4 separate regions of the Mus musculus genome follow, and all the other regions are linked to region 4. The links are chromatin contacts, called in public Hi-C, HiChIP or PLAC-seq and promoter capture Hi-C maps. All regions are on one chromosome and are shown on one strand. The core of a region is the stretch at or near the end of the contact, and the rest is flanking DNA. Distances in the headings are between cores, read along the strand shown.

Region 1 (3,299 bases), core at 431-2,930, 570 kb after region 4:
GAGGGATTTTGTAACTTTTCTTTTGTTCTTTTTTCTTCTGCCTGAAACAATAGCAAACCATTCTACTAGAGGCCTGGAGAGATGGTTCAGTGGTTCATATGTTGCTTCTCCATAGGACCTGGGTTAGGTTCCCAGCACCCATAGAGTGATTAACAACTGTCTGTGACTCCAATTCCAGGGATGCCCCAGCTGGTAGGACCCAAGTGTGTGTGTGTGTGGGGGGGGGGCATTCCAAACCAGAGTGCCGGAGTGGGCTGGGAAGAAGATGCTCAAGAGTCCAATACTCTCTCCTAGATTTCATGGGTACTAAACCTGAATGTGGTACACAGCTATGCATGCAGCCAAAACACCCATACACATAAGAATATTAAAAATAAATTTTAACTAAAATATTCTATTAAAGAGTAGTGTACAGGGGCTGGTGAGATGGCTCAGTGGGTAAGAGCACCGACTGCTCTTCCGAAGGTCCGAAGTTCAAATCCCAGCAACCACATGGTGGCTCACAACCACCCGTAATGAGATCTGATGCCCTCTTCTGGTGCGTCTGAAAGACAGCTACAATGTACTTATATATAATAAATAAATAAATAAATCTAAAAAAAAAAAAAAAGAAAAAAAAGAGTAGTGTACAAATTGTATTGCTATACTTGGTCAAAGATACTTTGTAGTCAGAAGAGGCACAGACAGGACCACAAACCATCTAGCTCCCAGCTTTCCTTACTCCTGCCTTCATTGGCACCGGCCAATCACATATTTTATTTATAAGTGACACTTGTACATGGAAACTTCAGGTCCTCCCTGCCTGGTGTTGTCTTCCTGTAGTCTTAGTTACTTAGGAGGCTGTGGCAAAGGGGCCAGAGGCTGAAGTCCAGGCTGAGTCACTGAAGGAGGCAGCTGGTTAAAAGAAAAAGGAACCCAGGGCAGCTCAGTGGTAGAGCCTTTGCCTAGCATGCAGGAGGGCCGAGGTTCAGTTCTTAGTACTGTAAAATTAAACAAGGCGCTGAAAGGATGGTTCAGCGGTAGAGGCCACAACTACTCTTACAGAGCACCAGAGTGGAGTCCAAGAATCCACGCGATGGCTCACAATCCTCTGCAACTCCAGTTCTAGGAGGTTTAACGTCCTCTTATGGCCTCCTTGGTCACTGCACACCCATGGTGCATAGACATACATGCAGACAAAATACTCATAAACATGGGGGCGGGGAGCCTAAGTATCTTTTTAAGAGGAAGGAAGGAAGGAAGGAAGGAAGGAAGGAAGGAAGGAAGGGAGGGAGGGAGGGAAGGAGGGAGGGAGGAAGGAAGGGAGGAAGAAAACCTCTCTCCATGAATTAAAAACGAACAGAAAGCAAAATAAATAACTGCAAAAACAGACACCCTACATGAAAATAAAGGAAAGACAGCATGTGGATGGTAGCATCTCTCGTGTAATAAAGAAAAGGAGAGAGTGCCACCGGCGTGCCATCCAGAACCTGAAAGAAAAGGGTATTCAAAGAGCCATTCTGCCCAGCAAGCATCCAAGCCTAGGATTTGGGAAAGCCCACGCGGGAGGGACATGGGGCGGGGCATGAGTCCAGTACGCCCATTGGGCCTCCCACTGGCTTATTTGCATGGTCCTAGTGGGGCGGGGCCTCAGCTGACGTCACCCGAAGACAGCTTAGGCGGCTGCGGCTCTTTAAGCTCAGAGCAGCAACACCGGGAGCAGAGCTGAACTGCAGCGCCGCCCGGAGCTTCAAGCACCATGTATGACCCAGAGCGCCGCTGGAGCCTGTCGTTTGCAGGCTGCGGCTTCCTGGGCTTCTACCACGTCGGGGCTACGCTATGTCTGAGCGAGCGCGCCCCGCACCTCCTCCGCGATGCGCGCACTTTCTTTGGCTGCTCGGCCGGTGCACTGCACGCGGTCACCTTCGTGTGCAGTCTCCCTCTCGGTGCGTCCACGGCCACTACCCAGGCCCCGCGTGCGGGGAGGGGTTGCTACACCTGGGGAATCGGTAACACTTTCCGGGGTGCCCGAAGAAACCTGTCCGGAGAGCTCTCATCCTTCCCGGTGCCGTTGAGCACTCAGCTGGAGACCCTGGGCCTGTCACCTGGCGTGGGATTTCCCGGGGCCGGCTGGAGCAGACGCGCTCCGAGCATCTTCTTCCTGACCCGCTCTGGCGCCCTGGTCCTGTCAGCTGGGTCATCCCTGAGCAGCAGGGAACGACGCAGGTTTGCCGGGTCCTCTGGTCCCTGAGCCGCAGAAGGTTTGTCCTGTGTGGCTCTGGCTAGTGTCCCATGGCTGGTGCCGCCAGGAAGGGCAGAAGGCACCCAGACTAGAACACCCTTAGTGGCAGTCCAATGCTCCGGTTGCCTTTAGAGGTGGCTGGTGGGGGCGGGGTACGTGGATTAGAGAAATATTTGGAACACTCCCTAGAAGCTGGAATGGGTTCCCAGACAGATCCAGTTCCACTCTCTCCTGTCTTCACTAGCCTAGATAAGCGGCCCTTCCCAGATCGATGTCACTGACATTCAGGGCATTTGAATCTTGGCCTAATTAAACATTTGCCCATGCACCCATGAGCGAGAGGAGGCGAGTACTCTCCTCTCCCCCACTAAACTACTAGGATGTGATGCCTTCTCTTCCCAGTGTCATAGCCGGATGCTTTTGGGGTTGTGGGCAGGGCTTGGCTAAGTGCCCACGGGGGGGGGGGCGGACTGCTGACACCCAAAGGTCCCCAGGCTGCATGACAATGTCCCACATCAACCCTCTTTGATCTGGGGCCTCTTTAACACTTTACTCTTTGCTCTCTGCTGGCCACAGCCAGCAGGGAGAGACTTTGGCAGGCAGGGGAAAGCCCCTGCTGATGAGCGGAGCTCTGCCATTGGATGGGATCGGTGAGCAGACCCTGAGCCGATGAGAATCAGGGATTAGAAGACAAGCAAATCTGGCTGTGTGCCTGCTTGTCTGGGTTTCCCAGTGAGGAGGGAGCCAGGAGTAAAGGGCAGTGAGAGTGGCCTCTGGAAAGACTAGATTAGTCCAGTGGCCATTGCACACCCTGGGCTTCGGCACTAAAGGCAGTTAGTTCTTAAATGGAGGGCTCTGAGCCCAATAGCGATGGATGATTATTGGGACATGGTTTAAATGCATTGACTCCAGGAATCTTAAGTACACCCACTTTCATATAGAGCAATGGTTCTCTCAACCTGTGGGTCACAGCCTCTCTGGGGGTCTAATGACCCTTTCACAGGAGTCATCAAAGACCATTGGGAAACAGATACTTATGATTCATAACAGCAAAATTACATTATGAAGTATCATCGAA
Region 2 (3,589 bases), core at 809-3,308, 520 kb before region 4:
TCCTGCAAACTGGATGTCCTGAGTTCAATCCCTGGGACTCACATGGTAGAAGGACAGAACTGACTGACTATCACAAGGTGTTCTCTGACCCCCATGAGATGGCACAAATACATGCATGGGGGCATACACACACATATACACATAAACGCAGGCATGCCTGCACATACAAACACACAGGTACATTCACATACATACACACATACAGCAAGTACACACATGCACACATAATGCACACACTTGCACATGCAAACATACACCTGAGCACACATGCACATACATGCACACATATATACACACATGCACCATTTTTTAGAATGCTGATTATATTGAGTATTTTATCTCAGTGGTGGGAGGTATGACTAACATTCTATAAGAGCAAATACCAAGTCATTGGGTACTCTGATACTGGAGAGGGCTCTAAGCGCAGAGGGAAGAGGGTGTGAGGGAGACTACGGGAGTCTTAGACTCATCTGTGAAAAGACACAGAAGGAAAGAGGAAGAAAAAGAGATCGCAGACTCCAGCAAGGCTCTAAGAAGACTATGCCCAGGCCAAGCAACAACTGCCAGTGTACAGGAGTTGGGTGCCAGTCAGAAATGGCCTGACTCCAGGACTCCCTGGTGGAGTCACTGGCTGGGAGCCACCAGGGCAGGAGGAACAGGAATGTGGTTTTGACCTGAATGCCAAAGTGGCCTAAGGTACAACAGTCGGAGGGTGCCAGCCAACGGTGCCTCCCTCAGCAGGAGCCTTTGAAGACAAGCCTGAGTGACATGATGCCTGTGACTGTCACACAGAGGACACACTAACCACCCAGTACATGGTTATGAAGCAGCAGTTCAAAGCAGAGACAGTGGGATCAGTGGACAGCAACAGGCTGTGTCAGGAGTGGGAGGGCACACCTTTCCAAGTGCTCAAGAAGACTCAAACAATTGTGTATACAGCAGGTCACTGAACACAGCAAATGATACTTGGCCACAGGGCTGTGCTATTAGACATAGATCACAAAACTGTTTTAAACCCATGTTTTGACATTGCAGTTCATGAAGGAGCTACTATATGAGTTTAGGATGAACCAGTGTGGCAGCATAGGTCTGTATCCCCAGAACTAGGGGAGGTGGAGCCAGGAGGATCAGAGCTGGGCTGGCAGGGGGCTCAGCAAGTAAATACACCGGCCATACAAGTGTGTAAACCTGAGTGCCGTGCCCAGACACGTGTAAACACAGGTACACAGTGTGCCTGTGATCTTAGTGCTCCTATGGTGAGATGAAAGGCAGGAGAATCCCTGGAACTGGTGGGTCAGCTAAGCCTGGACCTTACCACAAACATCCCTGTCCCAAAAGGATGACGGTAAAAACTGTTACCCAAGGCTATCCCCTGACTTCCACATGTGTGTTGTGGCGCACACAACCACATACACACAAATGTATGCATATACATACAGACATCACACACGCACACACACACACACACACACACACACACACACATGCAAAAGAGTTCAAAGACAGCCATGGCTACATTGTCAATTTTAGGATAGCTGGTGCTACATAAGAGCCTGTCTTTTAAAAAAGTGTTTTTAAAGGTAAGGGAAACCTCAGAAGAAAACAAGAAACTTAAGAATGCCTTTAATTGGGGCTGGAGAGATGGCTCAATGGTTAAGAGCACTGATTGCTCTACCGAAGGTCCTGAGTTCAAATCCTAGCAACCACATGGTGGCTCACAACCATCTGTAATGAGATCTGATGCCCTCTTCTGGGGTGTCTGAAGACGCCTATAGTGTACTAACATATAATAAATAAATAAATATTTCTAAAAAAGAATGCCTTTAATCCCAACATGGGTGTGTATGTGGAGTGGGACAGAGGGATGTCTGAGTTTGAGGCCAGTCTGGTCTAGTCTACAGAATGAGTTCCAGAACAGCTAGGGCTACACAGAGAAACCTTGTCTCAAAACAAAACAAAACACAAAAAACAAAAAAGAAAGAAAGAAAAGGGAAGGGAAACAAGAAACTACTCAGAACTAAGACAGTGAGGTCATCAGGAGATGAACCTAGAAGGACATTCATTCTAAAGCAAGGCTCCGGGGAGGCGTAACCTTCAGTGCCCACCACAGAACAGAAAACCCAAGGCTGATAACTGGTAGCTGATAACAAAATAGGAAGGAGGGAAATCACAGAGGAAACAGATCTGTCAAGGATAAAACCAAGAGCGAATCAGTGGAGCCACAGCTGGATCCTCGAAGAGACGGGTATTGACAAGTCTCTGGCAAGAGCACCCTATAACGTGTGAGAAATGAACAAAGAAAAACCGCATAACGCAGCTAGAGCCGATTCAAAACCAACAATCGCTCACGTTTCTGAGCTGGCATCACGCCGCGTTCGATTGCGCAATGTGTGTTTACAGGTGAGATTGACTCCCACGTCCTCTGTGCCCCTCCGCCTGTGCCGCAGGACTTCCTGCCAGTCCCTCTGCCCGTTAGACATTCTCTTCCACGCCTGTGGTCAGGCTGTTTCCTGAGCTGGAAATGGCCTCCCTCTCCTATGCAAACAGTAAGATCCACAGCAGCCTCCTCAGGCTCTTCCTAACAACAACGTGCCTCCATCCGTCCTGCCTTCCCCATCACTAGGAGGACCAAGGATAGCGACATGCTCACTTGAAGAAGTCCACAAGTGGGTGGGGCTGGGGATGCGGCTCAGCTGGTAAAGTGCTTGCCGGCAAACACGATGAACTCTTCAGATCCCTAGAACACATTAAACACACACACACACACATAAATAAAGGCTAGGTGTGTACATTCAGAGAGTTTTCTCTGCTCCCATCAAACACATTTGCTTCTGCCCTCTTCCTGGCAGAGCATCTCCTGGTGATGTCTGCAGCCCCCTAAGTTTGAGCACATTATGTCTTGACTAAGGAATTGGTCAATTGACGGCTAAGGAGCCTCAAGACCCACCTGTGCCAGGCAAACCTCTGAGCCCTTGGCTGGTTTAAGCCTCACAGCCAATGACAGTGTGCACAGCCGTTTACAGCCGACAAGACAGAGGCCCAGGATGGACTGGGTGGGTGGAGTCGGGCCTTAAAGCTACACTGGGAAAGGCCATTCTATTCTGTTCCTTTAAAGTCAGATCCTGCAATGCCTGAAAGTTGCTATGGAGACCAAGCCAGTCTCTAACTTTCAGCAGCCCTTCTGCCTCTACCTCTGCCTCTCAAGTGCTGGTATTCCAGGGACATGTGCCATCACACTTGGCAAAATAGTTTTTCTTTTATTCTGAGACAGGGTTTCTCTGTGTAGCCCTGGCTGTCTAGGAACTTACTCTGTAGACCAGGCTAGCCTCAAACTCAGAGATTTGCCTGCCTCTGCTCCTGAGTGCCAGCATCCCTGCAGAGGCCATGGAAGGTGTGGATCTGCTGCAACTGGAGTTACAACCAGTTGTTGGTGGCCATGGCTGGGAACAGAACACCTATCTTCGAAAAGGGTAGCCAGTGCTCTTGACTGCTGAGCCATCTCTCCAGCCCCACAAAACTAAATCTTAAAAAAAAGAATGGCACATAGCCCCAGGCATGGTGGCTTTCGCCTGTGATCTGAGACAGGAAT
Region 3 (3,392 bases), core at 853-3,352, 960 kb after region 4:
CCCAATGACGGAGAAAGTCTCTGGAAGAGGCCGGGTTCTAGGCCCCAGCCTCTGGGCTCCTGAGAGGAGAGAGATGTCTTTCCGTGGGTTCAGAGGCGGTTTTGTTGTTGTTGTTGGTTTTCTTGTGGTCAAGCCAAGACCATGCAGAGGAGGGCAGGAAAACCCAGGAGAGGTAACCCATCTCCCCAAAGGGGCCAGGTAGGTATGTAAACACAGTTCATTTGGCATTGAAATGACAGATGATGTCATGGTCCAGAGGCTTGGCTGAGTCTGATTGAGAGGTCATCCTCCTGTGAGGCTCTGCTCCTTGGGACTGGAACATGTGTCCACATGAGACCCGAAGCAGTTGGCCACTCCTCGCCAGTTCTTCAGCCTGGGGCAGCAAGAGCTGTAGGGAGTGTTCCAGGAGCTGAGTATCCGTGAGCTGAGCTCGCAGAGGTGGTCAGCCTAAATGGTTCCTGGGCAGGCACATGCCCAAGGGGCTGTGTTGTGATTGCTGGAGAAGCTGGGATTGCAAGCAACAGAAAGGGGGAGCATGCACTGAGTCGCGGGTAACGCTAACAAAACAAATACACGCCGCACAGCGGGGTGGGTGACCAATGCCGATGACAGGATGGTCTCCCGTAGACCAGAGAGGCGTGAAGGGTGCCTCAAACAGGGCAAAGCTACTGAATTGACAACTCTCAACAACGGAGTCTAGCTACCTGGGTGGACACAGACTACCAGGGTGGTGGCAAGTCCTTAAAGGTTCCGGCCACGAGAGGGCAAGGCTGGTGCGGGATTGGTCCCGTTGGAGGCTGGATGCACCGGGCAGGATCCTGTGCCAGCTGCGGCCAGTTGGCGACACAACATCTGGCGCTCCCGCTCTCGCTCCCGCACAGCCCTATTGGACGCGGATGTCTTCCGGATTTGTGCTCGCCTTGAGTGCCTCAGCGGGGACTTGTAGGTTCTGCGGAGCTCAGCCAGAAACCCCTGGTAATTGTTTCGCAAAGGGCTGTCTGGTTGCATGTGGGGGATGGCCCACTTCTCCGCCTCCCCAGTCAGACGGGATACCAGGAAGGCCACTCTCTCGGCTTCACCGGGGAAGCGGGAGGCTTGAAAAATCATGAACCTGTCCATCTGCATCAGGAACCCTGCCAACTGTCCAGGGTCTCCTGAGAAGGGTTCAGGCAGTGAGGTGGGTGGCGTGGTCATGGGTCGGGTCCCATTGGAGGTGATGGCAGAGATAGGTGGAGTAATCTGTAGAGCGCCAGGGATGCGCGCTCGGGTGCGCAGCAGAGTTAGTTCGGCCATCACACTCTCCAGCATGTTGGTGAGGTTGGCCTTCTCCGCCCTCAGTGTGGAGGCCTCGCGCCTCAGCGCGGAGTTGGTGAGGCGCAGAGAGGTCAGGGTGTCAACTACGTCATCCATCTGAGCGCTGGCACCAGGGGCAGAGGCTGGGCTTTCAGTTTTGGAGGTCCGAGGTTGGACCATGCTGGCGGCCAAAGTTAAGCCACAGGTACCTGGAGAACCAGAGCGCAAGGCCTTGGATGCTGAAGCAAGCCTGAGGACGCTGGTCCTGTCCTGGATGCAGTTCCTTTCTGCAAGCTTCGCAGGATCAAAGTGTGGGTCGCTGGCTGGACCTGCCCAGGCCCTGAAGGATGCTCGAGCTGGATAGCCCTTGTAGAATGCATAGGCTGGATCTGCCCAGGCCTTACGAGATGCGCGGACCTGCCAGACTTTGCAGGATGCACCTGCCGGAGCTCGGGCTGCGGATGCAGGCACTGACCACCGGTGCCATGCGACCACCCGCGCGTGAACAAAGGCGTCGGCACCTGGGCTGGCCCAGGCTGGGCGGCGTATGTACCTGTCGCTCCGCTGCTCCCTCCGCTGCCAAGATGGCCCGAGGGTCGAGGCCGCGCCCGGCCTGTACGTCACGGAGGCCGCCGGAACTGCTTTCCGGGCAGCGGCGGCGGGGGTGGCAATTCCTGCGGGGCTGGCTTGACCTGGTCCCGGCGCTGCGCTGCGCGGTCACCGCGCGGTCTTTGTGCAGGCGCGGCCAGCTAGACGGCCGCTGGGAACCTGGCAACTGGGCCAGGGCCTGCTGGTTGCCATAGAGACCGCTCGCTCTCGGAGCAGCGGCCGGGACCTTGCCTTCCGGAAGTGACGCACCTGCGCCTTTCTCAACAGCCTATTAGCGAGGAGCTTGGCTTCTGCCAGCTGAAATCTTGGAAAGATTAGCTTGGAAATTAGATAGTCTTGGAAAGATTATCTTCTTTACGATTCCTACCCAGGCCGCTCGCGGAGCCTCTCAGAGACAGTATCTTTTTTTTTTTTTTAAGTGAGATTGATTTTTCTTCCTGTGATTTGAACACCATTCGCATGAACTGTATGATCATGGTAGCAGATCTTGACAAGAAAACTATTTTTTTTTTTTTTTGAGGCAGTCTCCTGTAAACCAGACTGGTCTGGAAAACTCAGAAAGTAGCCAGAAATGACCTTGAACCTCTCCTGCCTCTACATTCCCCGTGGTGGATTGTGGGAATTCAATACTGGCTCTGAACCCACAATGTAGCCAAGGATGACTACGACCCTCTCATCCTTCGGTTGCCACCCCGGGTGTGCTGGGGTTACTTGCTCTGAGTGCCATAGCCCTCCGTGCACAATGTTGAAGGTTAAACCCAGGGCCTCATGCTTGCAAGCATGCCACCACTGAGCTGAATCCCCATCCTTGGAAACGTCTTTCAAAAACAAAGCAGAAACATTACAGTTCCCCTCAGTGTTCTACACGCGCGCGCGCGCGCGCGCGCGCACACACACACACACACACACACACCATCTTGTTCAATAGTCCACCATTTTCCCATTAGTATCCTAATAGGAAACATTGACTTTTGTGCCTTGTAGATGGTCATGTCTCCCTAGTCACATTGAATTTTGAGATTTTCCTAGGGGAGGTAATACAGAAGCATGTCTTTCTATTATTGCCTAGGGCTTCACCGAAAGCCTGTGCTACCTTTTACTCCTGCCTGCCCTCTTGATAGATGGCCAACTTACCTTACACGCTGAATTTTGTGAGCATAGTTTATGTGAGTCTTAGCCCCTTCCTCTGACAGTTGTTCCTCATGGTCAGTTCCATACTGGGATAAACTGGGAGAGACAATACCATCTGTGAAGCCCTCCTATGATGCAGTCTAGCGAGAGTGACTGCAGGTGGGAGACAGACCTGGGGTGGAGATGTGTTCATTCGGTCTATAGATTTTGGTCTTGGAGTGAGGGATTGTGGCTGAGGGTATCCACACTATGAGAGTGTTATAGAATCTAATGCTGTGCTCGTGAGGGGTGGCCCCTGGAAAAAAAATCACACCACACTACAGACCTGGTGTAAGGAGGTTTATCTGGGGGAACAGAGG
Region 4 (3,172 bases), core at 515-3,014:
GTCTCACTGTGGTGACTCAGCTTTGTCTGGAATGGCTCAGGAGGGCCTGGGGAAAAAAAAAAAATGGGTATCCCTGACTAGGCCACAGCAGCCCAAGTGAGAAGGGACAGGACACTGGTGGAGTGCAGTGGCCTGTCATTATCTTCTGCACCCCCTCAGGGAGCCAGGTGCTGGTGTTTCTCCATGCCTGCTTTCCAAATCAGACAGCTTAGGTGGGGAGTCACCTGACCAGGGAGAGTGCCCCTGAGTGGGGTCCCAGGGCATTCCAAAAACAAACAAACAAACAAACAAACAAAGAAGCCCAGCCCTTGCAGCATCTTGGGTACCCTCTTATCGTCACTAATAAATGGGGGTCCAGTTCTACCTCAGCACTGGCCTGAGATCAAGGCAAGTCTGCAGAAAGTAGCAGTGCGGAGGAGGGCCCAACACCACGTGAGCAGAGAACTTAGTGACAGGGAGTAAGTAACCCTCTGTAAGGAGGTGCCACTGACAGATGAGCCTCGACCAATGATGTAGTAATATCTGATAATCAGACTGAAGTAGAGAAATCACTTAATACTCCACCTACCAAACCGGTCACTACAGCTGCTTGCCCTGGGGCTGACGGCCAGTTATAACCTCACGGTATTGCCCAGGACCATCAACAATGTAACACTAGCACAAGGCTGGCTCCTCCTCTTTTACTGTCCCACAGGGCTAAGGATTGAGGCGCCTCCCAACCGCCAGCATGCTATAGTGAGCTGCAGTACAGCCCTACGTATAGGCTTAACCAGGAAATATCTGGCCCATACACAGTGTGGAACTAGATCAAAGAGGGTAAGCCTACCCCATTGAGAGGCACCGGGGAATCCTAGCTTTTGGACTCTCCCAGTCACCTGAAGGCTTAGTGGGTCTCAGATAGGAGGTGGTGTCCTGTGAAAAACCAAGCTCTTGCTTCGCAAAAGACCCTCCGCCCAGCCTAGCAGCTGCTGTCTTCATCACCCAAACCCTGTTCTCCGACGGAAGAAGCCGGGCACCCCGTGGAAGCCTAGCTCAGGTGAAGGATGGAGCCATTCTCTCAAAAGATGGGGGAGACCTTCTAAACCCTCTCTTAGCGTCGTCTCCATGTCTCAGGGCCTCCATTCTCTTTAGTGTACAAAGGGAGACCTGCTACTCACGCCGTGGGAAACAACTCCACAGAGTTCTACGGACTAAGCAGAGCTGCACAGAGCTGACTGAAATGATGCCGGTGTAGCTTGAATCTAACAGGAGCTCCTGCATCCGCCGGAGCCTCAGTTTCCTCATCCGTAAGTGGAGTCGCGAGTTCTACTCTTAATATATCAACCGAGGCGTTGGGATGCTGCGAGCCAAGCGCATGCCGGTTTGCAGGTCCCTGCGCATCCTCGGCGGGCCCATAACCCTGCAGGATGGCGGCACAGGCGCATCTCTCGGCCTGTACCCTTCTGACTCCCAGGTACATCCTGCTCCTGAACTTATAAGTGGCTCCCCTTCAGAGCTGCTGAGCTGTGCTCCCCACTCGACCGCATAGCCTGCCCGCAGCCCGTGCCATCTCGTACCTCGTGCTCCAGCTTGTGCAGAAGGCGGCCCCATAGTCGCTCTGGGACTCCCGAGGCGCGCAGCGTAGGGCCGTGCAGCGACACGAACTCGTCCAGCAGCCGCGCGTTCAGCCTCTCGGCGCGGCCGGGACTGCCAGGCTGCGGCCCGGACTGGATCTCCATAGTGCTCGGAAGAGCACGGCGCCGCCCACCGCAGGATTTAAGCGGACGGCGCGCACGCGCCTGCGTCCTGGGTTGCGAGGTTCCAAGAGTGCGCACGCGCGCTGGGGGCGTGTCTTCTCCATTCATCCCAGGACTGCCGCGAGGGATTCTGGGAACGCTGCTTAGAAGCCCCAGAGAGTCAGAATCAGGAGAGATTGTCCTCAAGGAGCCGGTGAAGCTGAGATGGGGAGGGGGTCGGGAAGAGGCAGAAGGTGCTCCCCCTTGCGCTGGTTGCAATCTTGTTTCGCCTGAATTTTTTTTTTAATTTTAGTTTAAAATTTTTATTTTTTTATTTTACGTGTGTGAGTGCTTTTATTTTACGTGTATGAGTGTGTATGTAAGTGCATATATGGCTCATGAAGGTTAGGAGACTGCGTCAGGTCCCTTGGAACTGGAATTACACATGGGGTGCTGGGATCCAAACCGGGTCATCTGCAAGAGCAGTTAACTACTAAGCCATTTTCCCAGACTTGTTTTGTTTTATTTTGTTTTGGTGTGTGTGTGTGTGTGTGTGTTTGTGTGTGTGTCACAGCGCACTTGTGGAAAGCAAAGAACAAAACATTGTAGAGTCTGTTCTCTTTCCATTTTTATCAAACGCAAGTCATTAAGATTGCATGGCAAATGCTTTACCACTGAGCCATTTGCTAGGGCTTGGTTATCATCATCATATTGCCACAGGGTCACATTCAGCTCAGACTAATCTGACCAAGAAACTCACTTTGTTTCGAAGGCTGGCCTTGAACCCTTCCTCCCTCCACCTGTCAAGCATTGGGAGACACCAGCGTGTGGGGATCCTAGTTATATCTCAAAGGTGGACAGATCTTTCTAGGGATTGGAGGAGCCTTCTCAGTCCTTGGAATGCCTTGTTGAATTCAAAGGTTGTGATAACTTGGTGTGCCATCAAAAGGGTTATTCCACAAGTGCAGAGATCAGCTTGCCTCTGCCTCCCAAGTGTTGGGATTAAAGGCATAAGTTACCACCTCCAGCCGCTTTCTTGCTTCCTGTCTATCGAGGAAAAGAGAGCCCTAAATTCAGAGAAAGACTCTGTCTCAAGAAATTAAGCAGAGAAAGGCAGATGAGGATACCCAATATCTTCTTTTAGCCTCCACTTGCACATGGCACACTCCCTCCCTGTATGCATGGACTCATATACCCACAAGCCCTCAACAATCAATCAATGACTGCATGGATCATTTCATCATATAATTTGCTAGATGGAGATGAGATAGAGGGTAGTTTAAAATTTTTTTCAATAGATGTATGTGATGGTTTGAATATCCTTGCATAAGAGAGAGAAACTGTGAGGACGGGGCTGGGTGATTTTGGGAAGTTCGCCAAGCAGCTTCCAGCCAGCAACACAGACTCTCTTCAGCTTTCAGAGAGTCTGTGTGTATTCTCTGGTGGAATTACCTTAC

Evidence for each region. Promoter capture Hi-C pulls out the DNA fragments that hold promoters and counts their contacts. A called contact is a pair of places that touch in the nucleus more often than the background predicts. HiChIP or PLAC-seq counts read pairs in DNA pulled down with a chosen protein or histone mark.
Region 1: a promoter capture Hi-C map of neural stem cells shows a contact between it and region 4. The contact joins the promoter of Pnpla3 here to the promoter of Ttll12 in region 4. A contact is called at or near these places in 2 of 39 promoter capture datasets (embryonic stem cells and neural stem cells) and 1 of 115 datasets of contacts at active chromatin or transcription factors (forebrain).
Region 2: a contact with region 4 is called in a Hi-C map of B cells, with 5 read pairs. The contact joins the enhancer-like site here to the promoter of Ttll12 in region 4. A contact is called at or near these places in 2 of 39 promoter capture datasets (the C10 cell line and cranial neural crest), 1 of 484 Hi-C or Micro-C datasets (B cells) and 3 of 115 datasets of contacts at active chromatin or transcription factors (bone marrow-derived macrophages, large pre-B cells and pancreatic cancer cells).
Region 3: an H3K27ac HiChIP or PLAC-seq map of microglia shows a contact between it and region 4, with 4 times the contacts expected there. The contact joins the promoter of Rtl6 here to the promoter of Ttll12 in region 4. A contact is called at or near these places in 1 of 39 promoter capture datasets (embryonic stem cells) and 1 of 115 datasets of contacts at active chromatin or transcription factors (microglia).

What each region holds. Positions count from the first base shown.
Region 1 is chr15:84,166,136-84,169,434 of GRCm38.p6, forward strand. It overlaps Pnpla3 (patatin-like phospholipase domain containing 3), which reads left to right and starts at 1,681. Exons shown (of 8, transcript NM_054088.3): 1 at 1,681-1,925. The coding sequence starts at 1,739. It overlaps Mir6392 (microRNA 6392), which reads left to right and starts at 2,135; the gene lies at 2,135-2,242.
Region 2 is chr15:83,073,738-83,077,326 of GRCm38.p6, forward strand. Gm41366 (a long non-coding RNA gene) reads right to left here. Exons shown (of 3, transcript XR_875504.1): 3 at 1,939-2,737. Among named protein-coding and RNA genes, the nearest start is that of Gm41366, 6.7 kb to the right of the region's middle. Within about 2 kb of position 2,059, at least 30 of the 459 cell types and tissues checked have an H3K27ac peak or open chromatin away from gene starts, as enhancers often do. A contact at or near this core is called in B cells, where this site is marked.
Region 3 is chr15:84,555,721-84,559,112 of GRCm38.p6, forward strand. Rtl6 (retrotransposon Gag like 6) reads right to left here and starts at 2,103. Exons shown (of 1, transcript NM_177630.4): 1 at 1-2,103. The coding sequence starts at 1,473. The coding sequence ends at 742.
Region 4 is chr15:83,593,393-83,596,564 of GRCm38.p6, forward strand. It overlaps Ttll12 (tubulin tyrosine ligase-like family, member 12), which reads right to left and starts at 1,765. Exons shown (of 14, transcript NM_183017.2): 1 at 1,557-1,765. The coding sequence starts at 1,718. Gm52182 (a long non-coding RNA gene) reads left to right here. Exons shown (of 2, transcript XR_003951515.1): 2 at 945-2,054.